2 separate regions of the Arachis hypogaea genome follow, and region 2 is linked to region 1. A link is a contact called in public Hi-C data. All regions are on one chromosome and are shown on one strand. The core of a region is the stretch at or near the end of the contact, and the rest is flanking DNA. Distances in the headings are between cores, read along the strand shown.

Region 1 (7,310 bases), core at 2,770-5,269:
GTCCTTGGATTCTAGTTGCTTGGCTTCATGTAGAATTGGAAAAATAGGTACCAATTAAGGGAGGGACTAGGGAAAGAGCCAAGTATCTACTAAGAGAATTTCTCCATGCATCTTTTCTCTTCTTTTTTATCTTCTACTAATGTCTCTATTAATTTATTCATTTTTTGTATTTGTTAATGTCTGTCAGAATACTAATAAATATAAAAATAGGTAAAATGTAAGTGTTTTGTTATTTTAATGAATGAATGTAAAATATTTTTTATCGGTAAATATATAAAGAAGTATTCTAGAAAGAAAAAAAAATATATATATATATATCAAACTTCTTCCAATTTTCTTTATATATAATAAATTTATATTTATGTTAATTTACACATTTCTAAATAAATAATCTTGGATTTCAATCTTCAAAAAGCAGATCAAACTCCTTAATGTGCTGTACTCTTTTTTTAAAAAATGACAATTATACCAATTAAAAAATAACTACAGTTTTAAATTATCACAATTTTATTAAATCAGTAAAGCAAATAACAGAAGTTATAAATTACCATAAATCAATTATTTATTTAGCAGCGATTATATTAGTATTTTTTGAAAACTACCACGAATTCATTTGTCAACACCTTAAAGTATGTCGATCAATTAAACGTTGTAGATTCGTTTAGTAAAAATAATTTTATATCATCGCAAAATTCTTAAAGATTAAAATTTTTACTAAAACATCTTTTCTTAAAGATTAAACAATACTACATTTAAAATTAATATTTTAATTATTTATAATTTAAAAAAATACTATTCTCAACCCTATGCCAAAAAAAAAAGTGATCAGCTGTACCATGTAAGAAATTAATATTGTATAAAAAAAAGTAACAAATTGATAAAGAAAGGCTTTGAAGAAAGTGAGATATGAGGAGTAAGAGTGGATAGGAAAGGAAAGGGACCCCCTGAGTCCCTCACAGAAATCACAAATGAGTGAATGAGAAAGAGTCAAAAAGACATGAGTGTCTTGAGATTATGGTGTCATACCAGCCCCTATACAGAAAAGTAGTTGTCATCATGTGTAGTGTGGAGTGCTATTGTCTTCATTTCTGTGCCAAGCAAATTTCTTCTATCTAAAGCAACTACTTTGCTCTATGCTCCAACCAGAGAGAGAAATTCTACAGGCTCACTGAGTATTATTATTATTATTATTATTATTATTATTATTATTATTATTATTATTATTATTATTGTATGGTCTCATCTCATCTCTGGGTCAAAAGTCAAACTCAAATGCCATGCTTCAGTAAGCAGAAGCATTGTTCATGAGTATAGTACTTCATTTTTTCACCTCAATCATGATATTTATACATAAAAATTTAATTATTTATCCATAAAAAATATATATTAAAATATAAAATATATATTAAAAAAATTAAATAATATATATTTTTAGGGATAAGTATGATTTTGCTCCCTAACGTAGGGACTAAAAATTAATTTTGTCCTTAATCTTTTTTTCGCAACAAAATAGTCCCAAATGTTTCAGTTTGTTTTAAAATTGTCCCTCGGACGATTTTACCCATTTGGTCGTTAGCTTCCGTTACGACCGTTTTAACGGATTGTTGATAATGTTAATTAATATAAATAATAATAAAAGGATCAAATAATGAAAGTGAATGGATGTGAAGTGCAGGGGAGGATGAACGATGGCGGCTTCTGCTGAAGGTCGACGAAGAGTAGCAGCGCTAGGGTTCAGGAGACAGCGTCCATGGCTTTCCAGAGCTCAAGAGCATCACGTTTTCGTTCAGCTGCAAAGGAGTTGCTCTGTGGCCATGGTGAGAGGCCGATTTTGCGAACTTCATCGACGAAGGATAACACGGGACGAAGATTTTGGGGTTGCGTATACTATGAGGTAAGGTGTTCTTCCTATTTTGCCATTGTGGGTCTGAGAATTTGGGATTTGTTCATATGTCTCTGTGACTTCTGTCAGGTTCAGGATAGCTGTGATTTCTTCAGATGGGCAGATCCGGAACCTGGAAGTGTTCAGGAAGAGGTTGAAATTGCAAGAAATAGGAGGAAGATAACGAAATTAAAGACAAGATTGAAGGAGGTGGAGACGAAGCTTTGGGTTGTTGCTGCTCTATGTATTGCTGGCTGGGTGCGATTTTTGTTCTTATTGCTGCAGAATCAATATAACTTAAAGCACCCGAATGGAATGCACCTAGGTTATAGATGATTTGGTGGGGAATGTTATGAGATTTCTTGTGTTGTGTGGGTAGAGTTTGAGGGTATTCTGTGATGTTACAGTGGTTTAAATGTGTAGCTTTGAATTAATGAAGGAAAGTATTGTTTAATGTTGCCCAAAATGTCAACTTCTTTAATGGTGAAGTTGTGTTATTTTGTAATGTAAATGTAGTTCATGAGTAAAGTACAAAAGCATTGAAAACAGGATCTAAAAATTCAGTAATTACTAATGGCATATTTCATTTGATGAATAGTTAAAACAACACAAGTAAACTGTTTGCCTCCACATGCCTAGTTTCAAAATACAGAGAAGCAACACTTCAAGTGTTCTCAGGCACTTAATACCAAAATACAGTAATAAAACCAATGTAACTAAGGTAATGTTCTGAAACTAAATAGCCAATACCAAAATAGAAACACTGCTTGCAAAGCACTAAGACATGAGTCACAAAAGATTTCACATGCAAATCCTAAAGATTTTCCCATTAAGATGGAGGTAATTTGGCCATCAACTTCAACTTCTGTAGGGGTACATGAGGTGCACTGCTTTGAAGGATAGAAAATTGTCTCTTCCTCACAGATGGCTGGCTAAGGGGCTGTTTGTTGCTGGTGGAGGTTGCAGCTAATACAGCCTTGTTCTTGGGGTGGGCCAAGATGTTGGGCTGAGTGGAAGCTTTCTTGGGCTGAGGTGCTTGTGTGGTGGGCCGGGCTACACTTTTCTTGGGCCTTGGAGGGGGGGTTTTCCTAGGCTGAGATGTTGGCAGGTTGGTTGGTGATGGTGTGGTCTTTCTCTTTCTTCCTCCCCAAACTGTCTGACCAGGTGCCAGTTTAGGTGTATCCTTCTTAGCTCATTTAGTTGAAGTTTGGGCCTATAAACAAAATATAAATCATAGAGATAGTTAAACACATATCATATAGTAGTCAAATTAAATTTATGACAATCACAATGGTAAGTGAACCCTAGAACAGCATGTCACAAACCCTCTTCTTAGACTTGGTGCAGCCGCTTTTCTTGTGTCCCACTCCACTACAATTGGAGCATCTTTGGACTTGTCCCCTCCGTGACAGATGAGTCTGGCTTCTGTTGTCTTCATCTGTAGGCCCTCGCTTCCTCTTCTTCACCGGTCTGTGGCTTGGCCTCCTGTATGGAGATGGGATGACATCATTATATTGAGTCCTCTCCCATAGCTCCGGGCCGTTTACAGGGTGTATGACCTCCCGGTAGCACCTCAGGTAGGCCTCCTTCTTGTAGTAGTCATCCACATATGACTCCAAATCAAGGCCCTTGAAGGTGATGCAGCTGATGGCATGAGGACAAGGAATCCCACTCATTTGCCATTTTCTGCAAGAACATTCACCAGCAGCCAGATCCACAACATATTTATCTAGACCACACATAACCTCGTACTTACTAGCAGCTGACCAGTATGGCCTCCAGTCCCTAGCTAAGCTTTTCCGTTTCTCTAATTTCTTTCTAATCATTGGCATAATGTTTCCTGGATAATTAAGAACCCATTCCCTATTTGCAGCCCATCTAGTCATCATATACACCCTAATATCCTCTAACATGGTCACAATAGGTTTCTCTCTTGCTTCTATTAAGACAACATTGAAACTCTCACTCATATTATTAACAAGACTGTCACATTTAGATAGGAAAGTAAACCTGGACCTTGACCAGAACCTTGGTGGAATGCCATTCAGATGTCGAAATGCTTCCTCATTCAGACCTCGCAAAGATTTCATCTTCTTCTCCCAGCTCTGCCAATGATTTGCTTTAACACACCTCCACATCTTGTTCTTCAGCTCTAAACCAGGAAACTTCTTCCTGAAGTTGCTGTAGAGATGCCTGACACAGAACCTATTTGTACTACTCCCTAAAGTCTCCTTGTATCTGACTCAAAGCCTCCTGTTTTGTCTTAGCTGCCATTGCCTTCGTAACGGTCAGGCATTTTTTGTGAGCCCTTGCAACCAGCTCCTTCACCTTGATCCTTGGGTTGGATACAACTTTCTTCTTAAACTGGCTACCCAACCACTTGCTATGCATAATTCCAATCCGGTGTGTCTGCCTGCAGGTATGTTGGAGATTCATGCTTCTTAGTTGCCAAGTGGATTCCTCACCGACCCTGTGTGCATATAACCAAAAGGGGTAGCCTTTCTGACAAACAGCCCGGACCCTCACCAAGTCACACTTCTTGAATTTAATGTTCCTAGATGTGTGGACTGCATAGGCCACCATTGTATCCTTAAACTCTTGCCGAGATTCATACAATGTGCCCACCTTCCATTGGTACTTTCCCATGTCCTTTTGAGACTTATGCACTGGAAACCTCTGCCCCTCACCTTCAGCAGCGTCCTCTCCATCATCAGCACCCGACTCTTGTCCTCCAATTACATGGTCATGCTTCAATTCATCACTGTCAACTGCATCGTCATAATTCAAATCACTTGTGACAACCTTTTTGCCCTTCCCCGCATTAGAATCCTTCGGCACAATATTATCTTCACCGAATCCACTTTCATAGTCGTAGACCTCATCACTGTCAGTGAAATGGATGTCTTCGACACTATTTTCCTCTTCATTAGATGGCAAGTATGTTGGGTCATCACTGTCTTTGCCACTGGTATCATGGTCACTATCCGCCTCATGTCCCTCTTGGCCTAATTCCACTCCACCGTCCTTATTCTGGCATTCGGCTTCAGCCGCAACCCCAGCTCTATCAGTCTTTTGTACGTTCCCTTCGAACACCACTAAATCCAGACCACCACCTTAAGGTTCCTCACTCTCGCCGCCTACAGTTTCTCCCCCCACGTCCAGAAAACCGACCTCCGAAAACCCCTCGGCATCCCCAACCTCATGCACCACAAACAGATCAACAAAGCCTCTCCTCCCTGCTATGGTATACATTTCAATTGCCTCTGTGTCACCTGTCAACAGCTTCAACTGACTCTCATAATCATCCGCAGTTAGGTCTTTGTACCATAACGCGGCGATGGTGGACTTCAAGTATCCAAGCTGCCTCAGCTCCTCGTATGCCTCAAACACACTCCACCAATCGCCGTCAATGTCTTCCACGACTGTAGATTGACCCTTCAAGTACTTGAACACACCATTCTCATATTCAAATACCCCACTATGGTGCACCCTCACGTTGAAGAGCGCCATCTCCTTCCCAAACAACCCTATTAATCAACACAGGGCGTTAGTAAACCAACTAACAACAACAACTACTACAATCAGTTCAAACCCTAGCCTTCCACACACCTTCGCACGATCCACATTAAACCCTAAACCGGTTACGTCCATCAACAAAGGAGAAATTGCATTCAAATAATGCTTACCTTGCCAAAGGCTTTCTGTAGGAACGAAGCCAAGTCAACAATGCAGGAAGTTTCCCGGCAACCTCGCTCGAGCTACCAACGTCGAACAGTCCTTGCAGGAAGGCCTTCCAAGGGTTTCACACAATCGTTTCATTCTGCAATCCTATTCTCAGACAATGCCTTGCTTGGGGAAGGCAAAATGATTTCGCGAGAAGGAATAGCAACTAATAGGGACATTTTGGTCTTAAAAAATTATTTTTGGACGCAAAGGACGATTTTAAAATAAACTGAACATTTGGGACCATTTTATTGCAAAAAAAAAGATTAGAGACAAAATAATTTTTGGCTCCTACGTTAGGGACCAAAATCATACTTATCCCTGTATTTTTATATATAATGGGTAATTTAATGATATATATATATATATATATATATATATATATATATATATATATATATATATATATATTGATTTTGTAGAAAGCGTGACTTTTTAATATAGTTGCTTAACATTTGAAATTTGAATTTAAATTTGCTAATTAAGAAAAGAAAGGAATATTTACCACTTTTTTTCCCACCATATGCTAATTATTTCAATTTTATATTATATTAACTATTATGTGGATGTAAATGTAATTGAAAAATTCATGAGTAATTATCTAAATTAGTTTTCAAGAATTTTAAAAATGGATATTTTAGTTTTAAAAAAAATTAATACATACAAATATTTTTAAAGTTTTACTCCGACAGACAAATTAATTCTAAGTTTATTTTTTAGCAGAATAATTACTCAGATCAGTTCCAAAAAATTTAAAAGCAGACATTTTAGTTTCCAAAAAAATTAATACACAACAATATTTTTTTCTATTAGACATAATAGTCCTCTGTCAAAAAAAATAAAATAAAATGATTATTATTATTATTATTAATTACACAATAATATTGTACCATAATTTTTTGTATTTTTTGGACAAAATAATAAATTTATTCATTAGATTCTTATGTATGTATTTAATTTATGATAATAATAATAATAATAATAATAATAATAATAATAATAATATTATTATTATTATTATTATTATTATTATTATTATTATTATTATTATTATTATTATTATTATTAAAAATTATTCTAGAAGAAATTCAAAGTTAAAACTATTTGATGTTTTTATATTTAGTATAATCTAAAGATGTTCTATTTTAAAAAATATATTTGTATTAAAAGAAAATATTTTAATTTAGATTTCAAAGCATTATTATTCATCTTACTTGTTTTTAACGAAAAGAGTGTATTAATATGTTAGTGTCATCCTCTACATATACAAAGCTAAATTAATAATAATAAAAGTTGATATATAATAAAAGTAAAATAGACAGAAGACTGTTATGTCTAACAAAAAAATGTTAAAAAATGATCTGTATATTAATTTTTTTAAAAACTAAAATATTCGCTTTTAACATTCTTAAAAATTGATTTAAATAATTATTCTTGTTTAAAAATAAATTAGAGACTAATTTATTTATTAAAATAAAACTTTAAAAATTAATTTTTATATATTAGTTCTTTTAAAAACTAAAATATCTACTTTTAAAATTATGAGACGCCGAGTTGAATGATTACTCAAAATTGATTCATAGTGAAAATCTGTTTCTAATGATAGTAGAATAAGACCCTTAGCTTGCTGGTATGGAAAAAAAAAAAAGAAGAAAAGAAAAGACCCTTGACCTGTTGACATGATGAACTATGAAAAAAATATTTA
Region 2 (7,310 bases), core at 2,446-4,945, 280 kb after region 1:
GAATCATCCTCAATGGGTAAGTAAATTTTTTTAATTTTATGATAAATAAATAAATTTATTTTTATGTTCTTTATTTATATGTTTTAACTAATAAATTTATTATTATTATTATTATTATTACATGTTTATAATAATCATGTCTATCAATAATAGTTTTTTTTATCATACCGTTAGTCATGAGATATTATTATTATTATTATTATTATTATTATTATTATTATTATTATTATTATTATTATTATTATTAGTCATTATAAAATACCGTATAATAATAATAATTATTTTTAATAATTTATTATTATTTTTTTAATAATTTATTATTATTTTTTAAGATAATAATAATAATACTGTTTAATTATTGTTGTTATTTTTTTTTGAATAAATTATTAACTGATATTATTTAGAATTTAATAATTATCATTTTTTTTGCAGGCTATCAGGAATTTGTTACCCAGAAAACTCGATCCGCTAGATACCTTTAACGAGGTAGCAGCAGTGACACTGGCATTGATTGGGTTTCAACACGTTTCGCGAGTAGGCGAAATAAGAGGTCATTCTGCACTACTGAGTGCCTTGGTGGAACGCTGGAGGCTGGAGACTCACACATTTCATCTTCCGGTCGGTGAAGTGGCAATGACGCTGGAAGATGTGAGCTATATTCTTAGTCTCCCGATTAATGGGGAGGCCATTACGGGTAGATCAGACAGCAGTCACCAGTTTTTGGTGGAGAACTGCATTGCGTGTTTTGGTCGGGAGCTCGGTTCACAAGATCACATGTTGGGGAAGGTTAATCTCGCATGGGTCCGGAGGTGCAGAGACACCGAGCCTTGTGACACTCAGGAGTTTGTTGAGCGGTACGTCCAGGCGCACATTTTCTGCGTGCTCGGAACAGTAGTGTTTCCTGATAAGTCGACCACTTCATTGAATTCGAAGTTTCTATCACTACTTCGCGATTTTCACCGGATTTCAGGATACAGTTGGGGGCAGCCAATCTGGCACACTTATACAGATCGTTGTGTCGTGCTTCACGATACAACTGTAAAGAGATGAACGGCCCACTGATACTGCTTTTTGTTTGGGCGTGGGAGTGTATGCCGCTCCTGACACCTATACCTCGCGATCAGTTCGGCGACGTTGGTATTCTACTTGCGCGACAGTATTGTTTTTTATTGTTATTGTTGTTGTTGTTGTTGTTGTTGTTGTTGTTGTTGTTGTTGTTGTTGTTGTTGTTGTTGTTGTTGTTGTTGTTGCTGTTGTTATTATTATTATTATTAATTTGTTATTCTTATTAATATTATTATTATGTTTTTTGTTAGGTGGAGTCATTGGCGCCGACATACAAGATATATACGAAGGCCAACTGCGTATTTTAGGCGAGGACTCGACGACATGGGAGTTGACGATGTAAGTTGTAACCATTAATGTCCAATATTTTTATTCAGAAGAATAATTTTTCTAATCGGCCTCTTGGTAACTAATGTACAGTTCTATATGGCAACCGTATAGAACTGTAACAGCGAGTTGAAATACCTGTGTTCACCACGAGTTTATGCAAATATGGAGCCTTGAACCTCCTTAAGAAGTTTGACCCGATGTGCCTGATGCAGTACATGTGCCACATCCTTGGTGGTGACCATGCACTGTTACTGTGAGCTATTGCAGCGTCGATGGAGGTATGGCGGTCAGAAATAATACCCACACCATCGAAAACTCCCATGCGTCTGCCGTCTCACCCTCGACTATCGCAAATGCAATAGGCACAATGTTTTTATTCCCATCTTGTGCAACCACTACCAGCAGTGCACCTTTATATTTTCCGTACAAGTGCGTGCCATCAACCTGCACCAGTGGCTTGCAGTGTCTGAATGCTACAATACACGGATAGAAGCTCCAAAAAACGCGGTGCAGAACTCTTACACCTTGAACCTCCTCACTCTCACGGTAAACGGGGAGCGTTTTAATTTGAACACGAGACCTTGGCATCTTCACCGTCATTACTTTCAACCATACTGGCAGAGTCTGGTAAGAAACTTCCCAATCACCGAAAACTTTTGCGACAACTTTCTGCTTTGCCAACCAAGCCTTGTGGTAACTCACAGTGTGGTTGAACCTGGATTGAACTTCTGAAAAATAACAGACTTCACCTTTATCGAGGGGTCTGCTTCGACCAATGGCCTAATGGAATCTGTAATTGTGTTTGAGTCCAACTTCGCATGATCTTGTGAAATCGTGCCCACGGTGCACATGTGCTTGCCATTGTATCTTCTGATCTCCCAACAAGCTTTTTTTCGAATCAAGCTAGCTCGGTTAAGCCAGTCGCACCCTGCACCATACCCCTTGCATTTCGCATAGAATGTCTGCGGCTTAGACTCATACACAGTGTAATAAACTCCTCTAGAGATATTGTAGCTTTTGATTGCAGATATCACCGACTCTCTCGAACCAAATTCCATTCCGACACTAAACTCGCCATCCTTCGCCGCAGCGTTGCCTTCACCTACGACATGCGCACAACCATCAGTCAGACAAGGCAAATAAAATAAGCACTATAGGAAACTTGAGTTAATAATCATAACATACCCGTATTCGCATACTCAGGAATTTCCGGGGCATGCATGACTTCGAGATCTAGAGTCCGCATAAAAGACGGAACACCAAACGGGTGCTGACTTACAATCGCATTCGCTTTATTTTGCACCGCCGGATTGCCTGCCAAGTCTCCGCCATCGTTTTTGTCATCGACTTCATAGTTAGCTTTGAATTCCTATTCACTGTCATTATTATCTTCTTCCCAATCTATATCTTCGAGCTCATCAACATTGACCTCCTCGCCGACCGCACCCAACCTGACTGTTGTTCAAACTCAACGTACAGCTCTATCATCGGCACGTGAGATTGGGTTTGTTGATAAATACACAACATCTGCTGTATACTGGCATCATCAGTGATGGGCATTATTTGAAACTGTATTAGCCCACCAAATACTTGCACATGACTTCTGTATAAAAGATCGCTCAACCTTTTCAAAATGTGGCTTTGAATGTTATTACAAAGCCTATTTTGCAACTCGACAAAACTCATGGTACATGGAATAGCAAATGACAACGAACATTCACAAACAAAAGTCATTCCTTCATGTAAGTTTGATATAACCTCATCGTTATAATGTACTCGCAAATTTGCAATATTTTCCATAACTTCAACCTCACCTAATTCGACTTTTTTGACACACCTAACTGCCAAAAAAACTAAGAACTACAATATATGTACAAGAAAGAAGAATATGATGAGTAGAAGTGGAGTGAGGCCATTTGGGCGAGCATTGTTTCGTATTTATAGAGAGGCCTCTTGATTAAAATATTTTTTTTCACAAAACACAACCTGTATCTTTTGTTTTCCAAAAAAATAATCTGACACCACAAAAAACACAGCCTGCGTTTTGCATTTTCCAAAAAAAAGCTGACATACAAGTATACAACACAAAACACAAGCTATGTTTTGTTATTACAAAAAAAAAAATACTGCCCATCACAAAACACAGGCTGTGTTTGGGCTAAAACAAAATAAAAAAAATTGAAAACTATGCAAAACACAAAACGCAGCCTGCGTTTATTTTGTTTTCTGAACCAAAAAAAAAAATAATGAGCCAAAAATAAATCGTAGCTTATGTTTTAAGCCTGACATCATAGTAGAGAAAAATTTATTCATATATCCATTTCATTGAACAACACCAACATTCATTTCATAACCAAAAAAAAAAATGAGCCCATAAACTATATATTACTATTAATGAATATTTGTTATTCTTTAAAAACGTACAAATAATTTTATTGTTCATTAATTTATTATTTTTAATATTGGAGGTAGTTAATCTTTAAATTTAATTAACTTTTCTGTGCAAGTTCCTCTGTTCTGTTCTGAAACAGCCATGAAGGGAGCACTGTTCAGAAACTTGTCTCTGTTCACGCGCCATCTTCGTCTTTCTCCTTTCAATGCGACTCCTCCTTCATCATCCTTCTCTCTTTCCTTAGCCGCTTCAACCGCACTATGCACCAGGTTCTTCTCTTCTAGTTCCAGAAACACCGTTTCGGATCAACCTAATTTCTCTCACACCCACAACAAGAACGATCCCATCGATGTCGAGGACATTAGCAACGAAGGTAACACTGCTAAACTCATCTTGGGATTCCCCCATTTTAAGATTAAATTTCGTTCTTTTTTATGCGTGTGCTTCAGGTGTTTGATATAATGCCTCACTGAAAGTAAGTATCTAATATATATATTTACAGTAAATATTATTTGGAAAAGAGAAGTTCATTGTATCTTATACGAAGTTTTGAACAGGTTTGATTTGTATGAGTATGACTATATATGGGAGCTAAATTATATGCAGGGATGAAGTTCTTTTTGATCTTTTGAGTATTGTTGTATATAAGCTGAAAGTTTTAGTCTTTTTGTTTTGTTTTGTTGTGGGGTTGAAGAGCTGAAGAGGCGTGTGGCAAGGCTTCGAGAGGGTGATGACGAGGCTATACCTTCTTTGTTTGAGGCTATACTGCAGAGGTCTTTAGCCGGCAAGCCTATAGAGGATGACCCAGAGTTGATGAGGGACATTTTGGGGAAGGGGACAGATTCAGAAGTTGAAGATGAAGATGAAGATGATGATTATTCTGATTGGGAGGAAAGTAGTGACATTGATGATGATGGTAAATGAATGAATGAGCTTTCTATTGCCAATGGCACTCAACATTTTCAAGTCAACCGTGGATTGAATGTTGTATAAGAGTTACAACAAATAAGGGTTTCACCGTTTCAGTGCTACATTGATGGAAAAGTTTGGAACCTTTTGATTTGTCTCAACAATGAAAATATACAAGATAGAGTTGTGTCATTTTATTCATTTTGCAAATCAGCCACAAAAAATCTTCTCTTTTGTTATATGATTATGATTTGTCCTTTATTGTGTAATCTTCCTATAACTATATCCTGATTCTACTAATACGATACTTAATATTGAACCAATTACTCATTTAGCTACAACCTATAAGATGTCTTTAGGGAAAAGGGGTAACGGATCCACGATATAATATATAATATCCATGTAAAAAAAAAATGAAGAAAAGCATGCTTGAATTGTGGTTCTGCTATGGTATGGTGTGGTGTGGTGTGAAATTAACGATGCAGAATTGAAGATGCCTTGCTTCTGTTTGAGGTCATCCTCCTTCTGCAGCCTTGCGTTGATCTTCCTTGAATTGAATAACTTAATTTTCAATAGTTTCAGAATATTGTTTATAAATAGTAAAAGTGAAGAATCTGCACCATAGAGTAAACAAGTGAATTCTGCAAAATCTTTGGACCCCAAAGATCTGGTCCCAGAAACTCTGCACAGGACGTAAAGCATTCGATTCTCTGTTTCACACACTCAATTTTTAAATTGTGTGCACTGTGCACAACATCTATTGGTGTCAAGAATCGAATGGATAGAATAGGAAGCAAAAGAATTTTTTGTTCCACTTTTGCCTCTAATCTCTCCACTTACTTAGACTTTACAGTATGCTAAATTGGAATGTGAAAAGCATCCTTGGAAACAAAGATTCGTATCTGATGAAAAAGGGAGATGGTGAAGGTCTGAAGGACACAACAACTGAAAAATCAAATCATAAACCTTATGCACACAAGATTTACATGCAGGTGCTTCATCGAAGTCACGAAGTGCATCATTTTCAATTACATTTGATGGTGAATTCATGCCTTTAAGCAAAGATGGGTAGCAAACTTGCCCTTCAAGAAAAGAGAAAAAGGTTTACATTTCTCAACAGGAGGAGGCAGAGCCATGACTCTGTTGATCATCATGCAAGCCATGCCAACCCCAAGAAACAAGAAGAAGAAGGCATCAAACCCAAAGAAAAATTGATTGAATTCCTGTGTAGCTGTTGCTTTCTTTGTGTGTGTTGTCCACTGGCAGCTGTGTGTTGCTGCTGCATCAAGATACCATGCAGATTCTGTCACAAAGCGCTACAGCATGTTTGGCGGTGGGCTTCTTCTTGTGGAACAAAGAGAAGGGTTTTCGCCGAGTATTCTTCCTTTTCCGACATTGATTCTGATGTCGCGTCTGGTAAGGTTAAGGCTAGTATTCATGGAACATAGTTTACTAGAAATTAAAGCCAGTAACGGTAACTATTTCTTGTGGTTAGATTACAAGTATTTTATTTAGAGATAGTTTGATATGCATTATGCAAAACAGTATGAAAGAACTAAGGTAACTATGTTAAATAAACAGATTTCATTTTGCTTAGTGCACCTTCATTTTTTTAGTGCAAGAATAATCTAATGATTTTTCCATTTATTAGTTGACGTAGGTATATTGAATATAAGATACAGTCCAAAAAGAATAAAACGTTGTTCGAAGACATGTATGGTGATAGCTTTGTTGAAGATTAATGATCTACATGTTTAAAATATTCTGGGTATTAAACTTTTTGTTTAAACTAAGAAAAAGAAAAATGTCAAGAATGGGATTCGAACCCATGCCCTTTCGGACCAGTACCTGAAACTGGCGCCTTAGACCAACTCGGCCATCTTGACTTTTAAACATCGGATGAAATATTCTTTTAAATAACCGCACATAAGATCTTTACTTTCTATTTTCCATTGTGCATGTTTTTTTCAGAAACATAATGATATACAAATTATTCATGAATATTTGTTTATAAACTAAGAACTTTTTTTTTTTTCCATTTTGGAGGGAGAGGTAGGATGGAGAATTATTAGTATATAAACTAAGCGTGTTGTTTTAAGATAAGTTACAAAAATGTGATGCTATAATTTTAATTAATTTGTTTTATATTTTTAAATAACATCGTATTAAAAAAACTATTGAATAATGAATACTCCATTATTATGCACATATATATATTCCTTAAGCAAGCTTGCACTTAATTGATTAGGAAATAAAAGATCAATGTCTTAGAGAAACAAGCAACATGATGCCAACTTGCATTGCCAAGGATAGATTGTCAACTAAAAAAAAGGGTGTAACTTTGAACTTCTGATTGGATCAAAATGTTTCTAACTCAACTAGACATTGCAAAAACTCTTCTCCTTAATTAACATTATTAGTGGCATTTATTCCTAAGACTCATTTACCTTATAGCAATAAGCTGCTCATAATGTAATAAGAAACTAATTAACATTGTACAATAATACTAAAAATCCACTTCAATGTGAGGATTCTGTGTGATCCGTATAGATTTGTGGAAGAATATTGAAGTAAGTTCTCTTCTCTTCTCTTCTTCTCATGCACCGCAGCCTGC

The links. Hi-C and Micro-C count contacts between places; a contact is called where the count stands out from the background.
Region 2: a Hi-C map of leaf shows a contact between it and region 1, with 3 times the contacts expected there. The contact joins the promoter of LOC112751069 here to the promoter of LOC114925377 in region 1. A contact is called at or near these places in 4 of 8 Hi-C or Micro-C datasets (leaf and an unstated tissue).

Annotation. Positions count from the first base shown.
Region 1 is chr15:143,769,278-143,776,587 of arahy.Tifrunner.gnm2.J5K5, forward strand. It overlaps LOC114925377, which reads right to left and starts at 4,020. Exons shown (of 1, transcript XM_029292998.1): 1 at 3,187-4,020. The coding sequence starts at 4,020. The coding sequence ends at 3,187.
Region 2 is chr15:144,052,894-144,060,203 of arahy.Tifrunner.gnm2.J5K5, forward strand. LOC112751069 reads left to right here and starts at 3,696. Exons shown (of 2, transcript XM_025800065.2): 1 at 3,696-4,160; 2 at 4,482-5,019. The coding sequence starts at 3,929. The coding sequence ends at 4,711. It overlaps TRNAL-CAG (transfer RNA leucine (anticodon CAG)), which reads right to left and starts at 6,582; the gene lies at 6,502-6,582.